2 separate regions of the Rattus norvegicus genome follow, and region 1 is linked to region 2. The links are chromatin contacts, called in public Hi-C maps. All regions are on one chromosome and are shown on one strand. Each heading gives the region's core, a stretch centred on a gene start, on an enhancer-like site or on the middle of the called end of the contact. The rest is flanking DNA. Distances are from core to core; before and after follow the strand shown. Region 1 holds the start of Hectd3 (HECT domain E3 ubiquitin protein ligase 3). Region 2 holds the start of Hpdl (4-hydroxyphenylpyruvate dioxygenase-like).

What was found. A called contact is a pair of places that touch in the nucleus more often than the background predicts.
Region 1: a contact with region 2 is called in a Hi-C map of liver, with 3 times the contacts expected there. The contact joins the promoter of Hectd3 here to the promoter of Hpdl in region 2. A contact is called at or near these places in 12 of 12 Hi-C or Micro-C datasets (the A7r5 cell line, the Rat2 cell line, Schwann cells and 7 more) and 1 of 1 datasets of contacts at active chromatin or transcription factors (oligodendrocytes).

What each region holds. Positions count from the first base shown.
Region 1 is chr5:135,702,534-135,708,529 of GRCr8, forward strand. Hectd3 (HECT domain E3 ubiquitin protein ligase 3) reads left to right here and starts at 3,904. Exons shown (of 21, transcript NM_001399212.1): 1 at 3,904-4,375; 2 at 4,565-4,725; 3 at 4,988-5,080; 4 at 5,158-5,293; 5 at 5,542-5,657; 6 at 5,746-5,859; 7 at 5,994-5,996. The coding sequence starts at 4,007. Urod (uroporphyrinogen decarboxylase) reads right to left here and starts at 2,847. Exons shown (of 10, transcript NM_019209.1): 1 at 2,791-2,847; 2 at 2,047-2,159; 3 at 1,846-1,925; 4 at 1,706-1,768; 5 at 1,278-1,475; 6 at 1,017-1,178; 7 at 119-256. The coding sequence starts at 2,810.
Region 2 is chr5:135,522,832-135,528,618 of GRCr8, forward strand. It overlaps Hpdl (4-hydroxyphenylpyruvate dioxygenase-like), which reads right to left and starts at 2,033. Exons shown (of 1, transcript NM_001014068.1): 1 at 427-2,033. The coding sequence starts at 1,793. The coding sequence ends at 678.

The DNA.
Region 1 (5,996 bases), core at 2,654-5,153, 180 kb after region 2:
GAGAAAGCAGATCTGACACTAAGGCTCTCTTGGGTGTGCTTCTGCTGCCCTCAAGTGGTGATTTCAGTCTCTGCAGGCTGAGAGCTGCACCCTTCACTCAGCCTGTCCCAGTCCTCACCATGGGCACTGGTGCCAGGCCCGCCTTCTGCAACCCAGCCTTCACTCGCTTGGCCACATCACGGATGTAAGGCAGTGCAAACTTGCTGAAGAGCTCGGAGCCAAGATGTCCTGCGTGGGACTCAAAGAGCTGCAATGCCTGTAAATAGGTGATAAGAAAAACACACAAAGAGGAAGCACCTCAGGCTCCACATACACGTGATGGCGTAATTCTCCTCAGGTGACTTTAAACCCTGACACATTCCCCGAGGCTAGGAGCTCAATTCCAGTCAACAAGTTTTGCCTTAAAGAAAAAAATAGAAGCCAGCAGTGGTTGTGCACACCAGCCAAAGATACACAAGAGAAACAAACAAACAAAAAAAAAGAAAAGAAGGAAGGAAGAAAGGGAAGAGAGACAGACAGGTAGTGGCACACACGACTTTAACCCCAGCACTTGGTTAAGAGACAGAAGCAGGTGGATCCAAAAAAAAAAAAAAAAAGTTTTACCTTCTCCAGATCCTAACAGCAACTTTACATTGCAAATACTCAGACCTTAAAGTCTGGCTGACAGCTTCAGGAAGGGCTAAGGATCTAAATGGTTCTCAACCTGTGGGTCACAACCCCTTTGGGGTGGATTGACCCTTTCACAAAGATCAGATATCCTACAAATCAGATGTTTACGATTCACAACAGAGCAAAGTTACAGCTATGAAGTAGCAACAAAGTAATTTTACAGTTGGGGTCACCACACCGTGAGGAACTGTATTAAAGGGTGACAGTATCAGGAAGATTGAGAACCACTTAGATACTCTAACCAGATCACTGGAGGAAAAGTAACACCCCTCATTTCTCCAGTTTAGGAAACCATTGCCTTGGATCCTCATAGACCAAGCTGCAACCTATTTGTCCCTAAGACTCACCTGAGCACCAGCAGCTACTTGTCCTATTAGATATGGGACCAGAGCATCAGTGAGTATGCCAAGCAGCTTGTGACTGGCCAGTGGCTTCTGATAGAGCCATCGCTTGGCCTGAGCCATGGTACTTGAACTGCCGCCTTCAACCATGTACGTCATCAGGGTCCACTGCAGAAAGATGCAGATGGCAGGACATAGAATTCTTTGTCTATTCCAGACCTAGCCTGATCTCTTCATGCTCCCGTCCACACCCCTGTGCCACATTACCGGAGCACCAGCAAAGCCAATCAGTGGCACACGTCCAGCCAGCTGTTGTCGGGTAAGGGTGATGGCTTGGAACACATAGCCTAACTCTGAAGCCACTGCTGCTGGATCCCGTAGACGCTCTAAGTCCCGCTCTTCTCTTAATGGCTCTGGAAAGCTGGGTCCTTTGCCAGGTACCATGGTCACCTCCATGCCCAGTGCCTTAAGGGGGATAAAATATCTGGGTACACAACCTGGAACTCAGAGGGAAGGGTTCTGTTCAACACATGCAACAAAGAAAAGGCTGAACCCCCTGTAAACTCCATTCCTAGTGTTTTCCTCTTCCCACTTCTGAAATTATCTTGAAACCTGATAGGACAGAGGATTTGCAATAAGTGCATTCCTCTCTCCCCCTTTTTTAAAGCCCACATTCCAGGATTAGGATTGAGTACCTGGGGTACAACAAGGATGTCAGAGAAAATTATAGCAGCATCCAGAGGAAACCTTCGCAGTGGCTGCAGGGAATAGCAAATAGGTTAGTAAGGCCACCCACTGAGGGCATAAACCCCACCCTCATTTGTGAGGCCCTCACCTGCAGAGTCAGTTCACAGCAAGCCTCAGGAGATCGACAGGTGCTGAAGAAGTCCTGGGCAGCCCTGGTTTCCCTAAACTCTACAAGAGGAGATGGAGAACAGGACTCAACCATGAGGTCTTCCAAAGTTACCATCTTCCCCTGAAGAATTTCACCAACTAGATTTTCAGGTTTTATCTAGACCACACCTTTACCCCTGACCTGGTAAGTAGCGGCCTGCTTGTCTCATGCACCAAACAGGAGTATAGTCTGTTTCCTCTCCCCAGGCTGCTCTCAAGAACGTGTCATTCTTCAGCTCCGGGAAATTCTGGAGTCTGCGGATGAGATGGAATGTACAGGTAGGAGTAAATGTCATTATGCTAGACCGTGGTTTGGGGAAGGCGTGGGTTCAGTCAGGCCGCTATCTGCCTCCTCCAGGCCTGCTTGCAAACCATGGCTCCCCACCCACAGCTCCTCCCCTCTATCAAGTTGCACACAAGTTTCCAGGAGAAGGGCCCCACTAGGGCCTCTTTCCTACACATTTGTCCACTTTCCCAAACTCAAAGAAACTGGAGGTACTAGGGAAGTGGAAAGAAAATCCAGTAAGGAAGTTTGGGGAAAGGGAGTTAATTTCAGGCAAGCTTCTGAAGCTGAGGTCCCCAAACCAAGAGAGAAAGGATCAAAGCTGATGGTCCCAGGTGCTAGTTAGTTCTGAGTCACCTAGAAAGGAAGTCTTGGAATGCAGTCCCGCAAAGTAGTCCGTGGAATGGAGATTGCGGGAAGAGGGGGGGGGGGGGGGCAGGGAACGAAAAGGTTCCGTTCCATGATTGGAAGATATGGAATCTCCGCGACTTGGGTTGGTGCTTGGAGATCTCCAGAAAAATAAGAGTTTAAGGACATATCCCTGAATTGGAAGACTCGGATCGGAAAGCAACGTAGCTACAGCGCGTGCAACAGAAAACTCACCCCAAGCCGTTCGCCTCCATGGTAAACAGTAACTGAGCGGTCACCGCTTTAATCTGAGTCTCCGCCCCTACAGTCCAGGCCCCGCCCCTTCCTGAAGAGAACCACGGGCGGCGCCATATTGAGAACCACGTGACCAGACCAGTGACAGCTGTGGGGCTGCCTTCCCCGCTGCCCGTAGGACCCCATCAATTTTTCACCGTAAAGTCCACTGTGGCGACGCAGTAACAAATGACCCAAAGGAAAATTTAAACTTTTCTCATCTGTGGTCTAGAAATACTGAAGACTTAGCACAGGCCTCGCTCTCACTCCCGTTCATAAGTCTAACAATGTTGTTTGGCAAATGAACGGTGCAGAAGGTTGTAAAGGAGCCGAAGATTTTAGAGTCCACATGTACATTACTAACCAATTTGTAGGAATGATAGAGTGCTGCTCAAGACAGGGACTGCTCTACCAATCGTTTAAACCAAAACTTGACAATCACATTTAAGTGGGCAATGATTATTAGTCTTCTGGAATTAGAAGCAACAAATAGCGTCCATCCAGAGTGATTTATACATTTCTGTCAGTGACTGAACATTTAGTCAGTCATGCGCCCCCTAAGACAGATAGTTGAGCAATTTTTATGAGATTTCTCAAGTCTGGTGTGGTAGCTCACGCTTTTAATCCCAGCAGTCGGATGGTAGAGGTGCGAGGATCTTTTAAGTTTGAGGTCAATCTGGTCTACAAAGTGAGTTCCAGTACAATCAAAGCTACACAGAGAAACCCTGTCTCAACAAAACAGTACAACACAACAAAAAGATTCCTTCAAATGTAATGTTTGTTAGGGACAGGGAGAGAAAAACATGAGGCCAAAGCATCAGAGTAGATGGAATAAAGGCTTGAACAAGGGTAGTAGCACTAGCTCTAGTTAGAGGATCGCGAGCTCGAGATCAGCCTGGGCTACATAATGAGACCTTACCTTAAGAATCTAGTTTTGAGTCTGATTTGATAAGCCAGGGTCAGGGCGGAAGGGGTGGTGAGGGGAGCGAGTCACAAAATAGGGACTATCAGAGTACACCTGACAAATTTGGTAGCAATAGGTTGTGCATTTAATCCAAAACATACGGTAAAGTAGGGTGTGAGGTGGGGCAGGGTGTGGTGGGAAGCTCTGCTTGCAGTCCCCGGGCTGCGGCGGGGCAGGGTTTCCCTGGACGAGTCTCACTTCACGGGCTTCACTATGGCCGGCCCGGGCCCCGGCGCAGCGCTTGAGTCCCCGCGACAGCTCCTGGGTCGCGTGCGCTTCCTGGCCGAGGCGGCGCGGAGCCTCCGGGCCGGGCTGCCACTGCCTGCGGCGCTGGCTTTCGTGCCGCGAGAGGTGCTCTACAAGCTTTACAAGGACCCAGCGGGACCCTCGCGCGTGCTGCTGCCTGTGTGGGAGGCAGAGGGCCTGGGACTTCGTGTGGGTGCTGCGGGCCCTGCCCCGGGCACAGGCTCGGGACCGCTGCGCGCCGCCCGTGACAGTATCGAGCTTCGGCGAGGCGCCTGCGTACGCACCACCGGCGAGGAGCTGTGCAACGGCCACGGGCTCTGGGTGAAGTTAACCAAGGTGCGCCCGGGCTGGCCGGGACCCCACAAAAGACCCCCTGGATCTAGCCAAAGCTCTGGTTGTTCCGCCCCCTTATCCCATAGTGAGCTGGCATTGCTTTCCGTGCTCTTTGCCCTGGGTTGGGCTGGGCGAGCAATTGAGCTGATTTCTGTCCCCTGACGGCTATCTCCATCTGGCGCGTCCCTGCAGGAGCAGCTGGCTGAACACCTGAGTGACTGTAGTTTGGACGAAGGCTGGCTTCTAGTGTGTCGCCCAGCGGAGGGCGGAGCCCGCCTTGTACCTATCGACACTCCAGACCACCTGCAACGGCAGCAGCAGCTATTTGGCGTGGACTACCGGCCGGTGCTCAGGTCCTGCAACTGAAGGAACGCGATTTGGCGTCTGGCGGATGCGGGGGGGGTGTGAGGGGAGGCGGGGTTGGAAACACAACCAAAATCTAAACCTTAGGTTGTGAGAGAGTTTTGGGTGGGAGTAAGAACTGGCAGAGATGAGACCTGAAGGAGGATGAGGCTTCTAGAGGCTTGGAGCTAGAACTCGAGAAGGCTCCAGATCCTAAGGTGGTTTCTGTTGCCTGTGCCTCCCTCCTCATTTACTCCACTCTGTGCCCCACAGATGGGAACAGGTGGTGGACCTGACGTACTCACATCGCCTGGGCTCCAGGCCTCAGCCAGCAGAGGCATACACAGAAGCTGTACAAAGACTACTGTGAGTTATCTGGAATGGGGTGGGAGAGGAGGGATCAGGGACTGAACCCAACTTAATTAGGGGTTTGGGTTGTTTAGCTATGTACCACCAACGTGGACATATGAGTGCGACGAAGACCTGATCCACTTCTTATATGACCACCTGGGCAAAGAAGATGAGAACCTGGGTAGCGTGAAGCAGTATGTGGAGAGCATAGATGTTTCTTCCTATACGGTGGGTGCTGGGACTCCTCCTGTGCCTAGATACAGTCACATCCCTCAGTGCTAGGTCCAGAACTCCTATCACCAAACTAGGACCACACCATCATCCCCATAGGCCATACTTAGTCCCACTACCCTTGGAACCCCTTTAAGGAACCCCAGACAGCTTTTCTACCCTACACCCACTCCAACTCTACTGTTTCTGTTCCCTAGCCCAAAACGCATGCCCAGTGTGATTCCACCTCTCCGCCCCTACCTTAGGAGGAGTTCAATGTATCCTGCCTGACAGATAGTAATGCAGATACCTACTGGGAGAGCGATGGGTCCCAGTGCCAACACTGGGTACGGCTTACCATGAAGAAAGGCACAATTGTCAAGTGAGTAGGCTCTGGGCGTGACAGGGTGGGTGAGCCATGTGCTATGGGTGCCTAGAGACTCACTCAGATACATACTCTGAGTCCTCAGGAAGCTGCTACTCACAGTGGATACCACAGATGACAACTTCATGCCGAAGCGGGTTGTGGTCTATGGGGGTGAAGGGGACAACCTGAAGAAGCTGAGTGACGTGAACATTGACGAGTGAGCAGGACTCCCTGGAGTGGGAGGTGGGACACGATGTTAACAGTGGGGCCATGCTCAGCTTGAATGGAGCCCTAGAAGTTCCTGAAGCCTGAGGCAGCAAATATCTGAACTGCTTTATGCCTGTCTCCTAGGAC
Region 2 (5,787 bases), core at 783-3,282:
ATGTTAAAGTCAGCTTGGTCTGACTTCCTCTGGCTGAGCTCCTAGACAGCTCTGGGGGCTAGAGGCATCCTGACCGGATGTTCTTCCCCAGAAAAGAGCAAGGGCAGCTGGAGGGAGCGTGTCAGTGCTGACCTCCATCACGCCCATCTGGGTCTCAGGTCAGCTCTGATTGGCACTGAGCATCACCCTCACAGGCAGTTGGGCTAATGCTGGTCTATTAGTCTGCACCTGCAACAGGTGCTCCCTAGGGAGGTCAGCACAAAGGGAGATTTGTATTCATTCCTCACAAACAGAATCATTCACTCAGGGTACATATCACGTGTAATGAAACGTCAGAAGCAAAAGGACCGACAGTCGCCAAACTTGCAGGGTGGCTGGGAGAGAAATGCAGGAAGAAGACACACACACAGAGGCTCAGGATCCAGGTTGTGTCCTATGGCCTGTTCCTTTATTTACATTACCTAAACGTGTTAGCCATTTTAGGGGTTGTTACTATTTTAAATCCCATCTCAGGGACTGCTTGGGATGAGATCACCCTGCCCCTGAGGGAATGATAGCCTTTATTTGGGTGTAATTCTGTGGAGGTGTGGTCCTGCGGGATGTGTCAGTTCCAGCAGGCCTGTGCTGGACTCCTCAGAGCACCAAGGACAAGTGGCAACTCCCATTTCTAGCTGGGGTTAGGTTCCCTGAGCCCTGGCAGCTTCCTCTTGCACCGACTGCCATAGTGCACGAATGTTGTTCTGGCCAAAGCCTGTGGCCCCCTGTCTCTCAATCAGTTCCAGGAAGAAAGTGTCCTCATCAAAGAGGGACTTGGTGAAGACTTGAAGCAAAAACTCATCTTTATCTCCATCTAGCAGGATTCCCTGCCGTTCTAGAAAGCTAGGCTTGTGCCCTGAGGCTAAGATTTGTTCCTCTTTGCCGGGCTGCTGGTAATAAGCTTCAGGAGGAGTCAGGAGCCGGCCTCCCGCCTTCGCCATTCCTTCAGAAGCATCTATGATGTTAGGAGTGTACAGTCCTACGTGCTGCAGGCCTGGCCCTCCGTGCCGGGTTAGAAATTGTTCTACCTGGTCCTGTTCGCTGGTGAGTCCCGGGAGGGACTCTGCCAGCACAAGGGTGGGGACAGTACTATTTGGCAGAGTCTGCAAGGCAGTAAGCCGCAGTCCCCCTCGCCCAGACCCTACAGCCACCTTGAGGCCCAGCTCCGGATCCTCACCTGGGCTCAGCGGTAAATGATGAAACCCTAGGCAGTTGTGGAACCAACGCATAAGTGTAGGGGAGCTGCCTGAGGTGCAGGCCAAGGTCAAGTGGTCCACGTGGCTGACCCAGCCCGGGCCAGGAGTGCAAGGCAGAGGTCTGAACCCGGGCAGGAAAGATCCTCGATAGCCAGCACGCTGCAGCAAGGTAAGGCTTAGATTACCAGCCGGAGAGCTGACCACTGTGTAGGTGGCTGTGCCCTGTGCATCTCTCACCCTAGTGGGTGGTACCGGCATGATGCAGCCGCGAGCCGCCAGTGCCCGGGCGGCGCGGTCCACATCCTCCACGTCGAAGCACAGGTTCGTTGCGCTGGGCACCGAGTGATGAGGGTCCAGGCCATACAGTGGCTCCCGCGGCCCGGTACCCTCATTCACTAGAAAGACAGCGTCCCCGCTGCGCAGGGCCAGCTGTCTCCAGCCGCCTGCTTCCCGCACAGCCAGGGGCTGGAAGCCGAAGATGCGTTGTAAGTCTCTCGCTAGGGGCTGCCCAGCCGGCACATGGAAGGCGATGTGACACAGACGGCGGGCGGGCGCAGCCATGGCGAGCCCAATTGCCGGCCACCCGGATCTGTTCTTCTGGGGCCGCTCACCCGTTTAGAATTCAAAGACTCTTGCTCCAGGATTAATTGTTGGAAGCCGACGGAGTCCTGGTCTATCCGAAGAGCGCGTTCTTTAGTCTTTTCTGAGACTACGAACAGAGGTCACGAAGTCAAACTTTGGGGGACTTATCCTTGCTGCAGCGCCACTTCAACCAGAAGCCGGCCGAGGACCACAGGTTCTGTGGGGTGAATTGTATGAGAACCACGCGGACGCTGTGCGGGGCGGACGAGGAGGTCTGGGTGGAGCCTGAGACTCCGCCTTTCACACTCCCTCCCGCCCAGGACCTGTCTCCCGGAGTACAGCGGGGACGAAGGGCAGTTCCTTCCCAGGGCCTTGGACCAGGTCACACCCTTGGGCAATGAGCCACCCCTTCCGGGGGCCCGGAAAGTCACAATAGCCACCTTCACTCTGTGCCAGGCGCACTCTTCTCGCGACCTCAGAGCTAAGGACTGCCCTGGTGGGGGAGGAGCCCCAATCCTTTCTCTACAAACGGTGAATATTCTTGGCCTGGTGCTTTTTCTTTACAATTCCAAAGTTTGCGTTCAAGTCCAGGCTCTGTTAACGTTTTACTTTTTATTTTTAATATTAAAATATTTTCAGTTACAGATTTTCAATCCCTAAACGGGGTGGAGAAATTGATAGAAAAGCAAGCATTTACATCTCCGTCTGGCAATCCCCACTTCACCTGACTCGTCAATTCTCCTTCTAAGTCTAAGTGAGATTTGGAGGGGTTAGAAAACTACTAAAACGCTGCTGTCGTGTTTTGTTTATTCTTTCTGTCAGGAATTATTGCTCCTCGCCTTAATAGGCCTCCAAGAACAGCTCGGGACTTCCTAAAGATATCAGCCTGGGGAACTCAAGATGTGTGAGATCACTAGAATGAGGAAACGGGAAGTCTTGTGGGACCTGAGCTGGAAGGTCCTTGAAGCAAGGTTAGATAGAGGACGTTGAAACGTGAAAGAAAACCTCAGAGAAGATGCAAGCCAGACTCGGAACAATTGTGCTGAGAAGACATTTGGGAAGGTCACCATGCCCAGAAATTCCTTGGTCAGGCAGTGAGAGAAGGCTAGGGGACTAGACTTAGACAAGGAGGCTTGTCAAGGTGTTCAGGATTGCAAGCAGGAGATCAACACCTCTTCCTCTGACCAGTGATCAGGAGAATATGGATTCCAGAGCTAAGTAGACCTGGGTTAGAAATCTATCGCTAACATCTCACAGGACTTTGGTCATGTTGGATAATTTCTCAAAGTTTCCTTATCTACAAAAACAGGATTTCCCTCACTCCAAGGCTAAGGATCAATATCTAGGGTCTCGCACAGGCACTTAACTACTTGTCACCTGTAACCCAGATTGCTGTGGTTGAGACACTATAAGTGTCCAATCAATTGTAGCTGTAACTGTTGTCTTATTTTCATTACACAATGTCAGCGTTACTTCCCAGAAGGTGTTGCATGACGTCTTTGGAGACATGGAGTGGGCATAGACTGCGTTGACTTGGGTCAAAGGCAGCCAAGTCAAGGAGCAGCTCTGATAATGGCCCAGAACATGCTATGACTCCTTTTGGGGAGTTTTGGATAGCATTAATACCTGGTTCCCTCCTCCCTAGGGATTGAACTCAGAGCACTGTGGATGTTAGATAAATACTCAGCCATCGATTTGCTTTCTAGCCCCAGGTCCTTTCTTCTCCCATACCCCAGAGACCTCAGCTTCATCTGCCTTCATTGCTAGACTTGAACCTCTGTGGAAAGGAAGGGGACTGCCTTAGGGAGGGCGTGTCCTAGTTACAGCCCAGCCTTACAGTTTTCTTGAATTTAACCCTGCTTCCTAGTGAGGGTGATAGTGAATGATAAAATGGAAGAGGAAATACCCCTAGTACTAAATCCTAGATTGTGCTCATTTTCGTTTTTCAGGCAGATACAGCTGAGGAATGGAAACCTAGCAAATGGATAAGGCTGTAACACGTGAACCTGGTTATGTAGGACTGGACTGAAGTGGCTGACACAACCAAGAGGGTCACAGAAAGACTGTAGCCTCAATGCCAGGACATTGTAGGACCATGTAGGAAGGCCCTGGTTTTGGTGGATTCTGAGACCTGAAAATACTGCTGTGAATACTGGGATGATGGTTTTGTTTTGTTTGTTTGTTTGTTTTTTTTAAAGATTTATTTACTTTATATAAGTACATAGTAACTGTCTTCAGACACACCAGAAGAGAGCATCAGATCCCATTACAGATGGTTGTGAGCCACCATGTTGTTGCTGGGATTTGAACTCAGGACCTGTGGAAGAGCAGTCAGTGCCCTTAACCACTGAGCCATCTCTCCATCCCTCATACCTTGAGTTTTATACTCAGGGCTCTATAATCTATACCCTCCAAGCCTTTGCTTTCAAGGTCTCCAAGTACAGAAAAGTGAGTATAAATAAGGCCACTGGCCCTTGGCACCCCACGTGCTTAGGAAGGAGACTGCAAGAATTAGGAAGATTAAGTGGATATGGTGGGTTTGGCTGGAAATGTGGTGTCCTGAAAAATTGTCGTATTTGACACAGGTTAACAGTTTGGGTTTTCAAGGAACAGTGAAGGTAGATGTGGCTGTGGATGTTGGTCCTCTGTGGTGTACAAAACACCACCCACTTAGGGCTCTGGGGAACCTCCAAAAGATGTCATCTTAATGACGATTACCCTCCTGCTGGGGCTACTTGTGTTGGGGTCAGCAAGAGTGAAGCGGAACGGAGGACGCCACCGGAAAGCAAGCTGTCGGGCAAGGAAGCAAGGTCGTGGGACTACGGGAGCTTCCTGCCTTGTAAATCCGCTAGGTCAGGTGAGGTAGGGGAGAGCTTGGGCTGTGGAGAGCGGAGTCTAAGTCATAGAACAGCGCCTAGCCTGCAGGTCTCGACACTAAACCTGGCGGACAGCAGTAGCTCGCTCGGCTTGCTAGATCTTCCGGGTCCTCTGCTCAGGGACACACAGCCTCGAACAGCCGGGTCCGGCGGCGCGCCCCGGGCCCACCCAGCAGCAGGCTACTCTGATGACCTCCCGAGTCTTCTCAGTGCTCTTTTACCTTTCCCTTCCGCCGGAAGCGGCTCCGCAGTTTTGGATCCGCCCCCTTTCCCCTCGCTTGACTGCCGCGGGTTGGCCCTGGAAAACCTCAGGGAAGGTGACCTTAATTTTTTTTTTCAAGTTGTGCATATACACAGACCATACGTATTTACTAACGAATTAAAGCAACAATGACAAAATGTACAAATCTCATGTAGCCCAGACTGGTCTCTAATCCGTTTGTAACTGAGATCGCTGTTACTGAAGATCCTCCTACCTCCAGAGTGCTGGGATTATATGTGTGCACCGCATTTGGTTTATGAAATGCTGGGAATGGAACATGGAACCTAAGACTGGATGCGTGCTAGGCAAGCATGCCACAAGCTGGGCTTACATCCCCAGCCCCAACTGACTGGGTTTTTGTTGTTTTGTTTCTCGAGACAGGGTTTCTTTGTGTAGCCCCGCTGTCCTGGAACTGGCTCTGTAACCAGGCTGGCCTTGAAATCAGAGATCCACCTGCTTCTGTCTCCTGAGTGCTGGGATTAAGGGCGTGGGCCACCACCGCCCAGCCCAATTTAACTTTTCTTTTCTTAAGGTTTATTTATTTTATATAGAGTACACTGTAGCTGTCTTCAGATACACCAGAAGAGGGTGTCAGATCCCATTACAGATGGTTGTGAGCCACCGTGTGGTTGCTGGGAATTGAACTCAGGACCTCTGGAAGAGCAGTCAGTACTCATATCTGCTGAGCCATCTCTCCAGCCCCCCAATTTAACTTTTAAAAGTGTATAGTTAGATGGGAGTAAGAATATTAAAGCCAGGAGAGAAACATCCCTGACTTCTTCACTTTTGGAACAGGCCCCAAGTGAAAGGAGCCAGGCAGGAGGGAGGGGAGAAA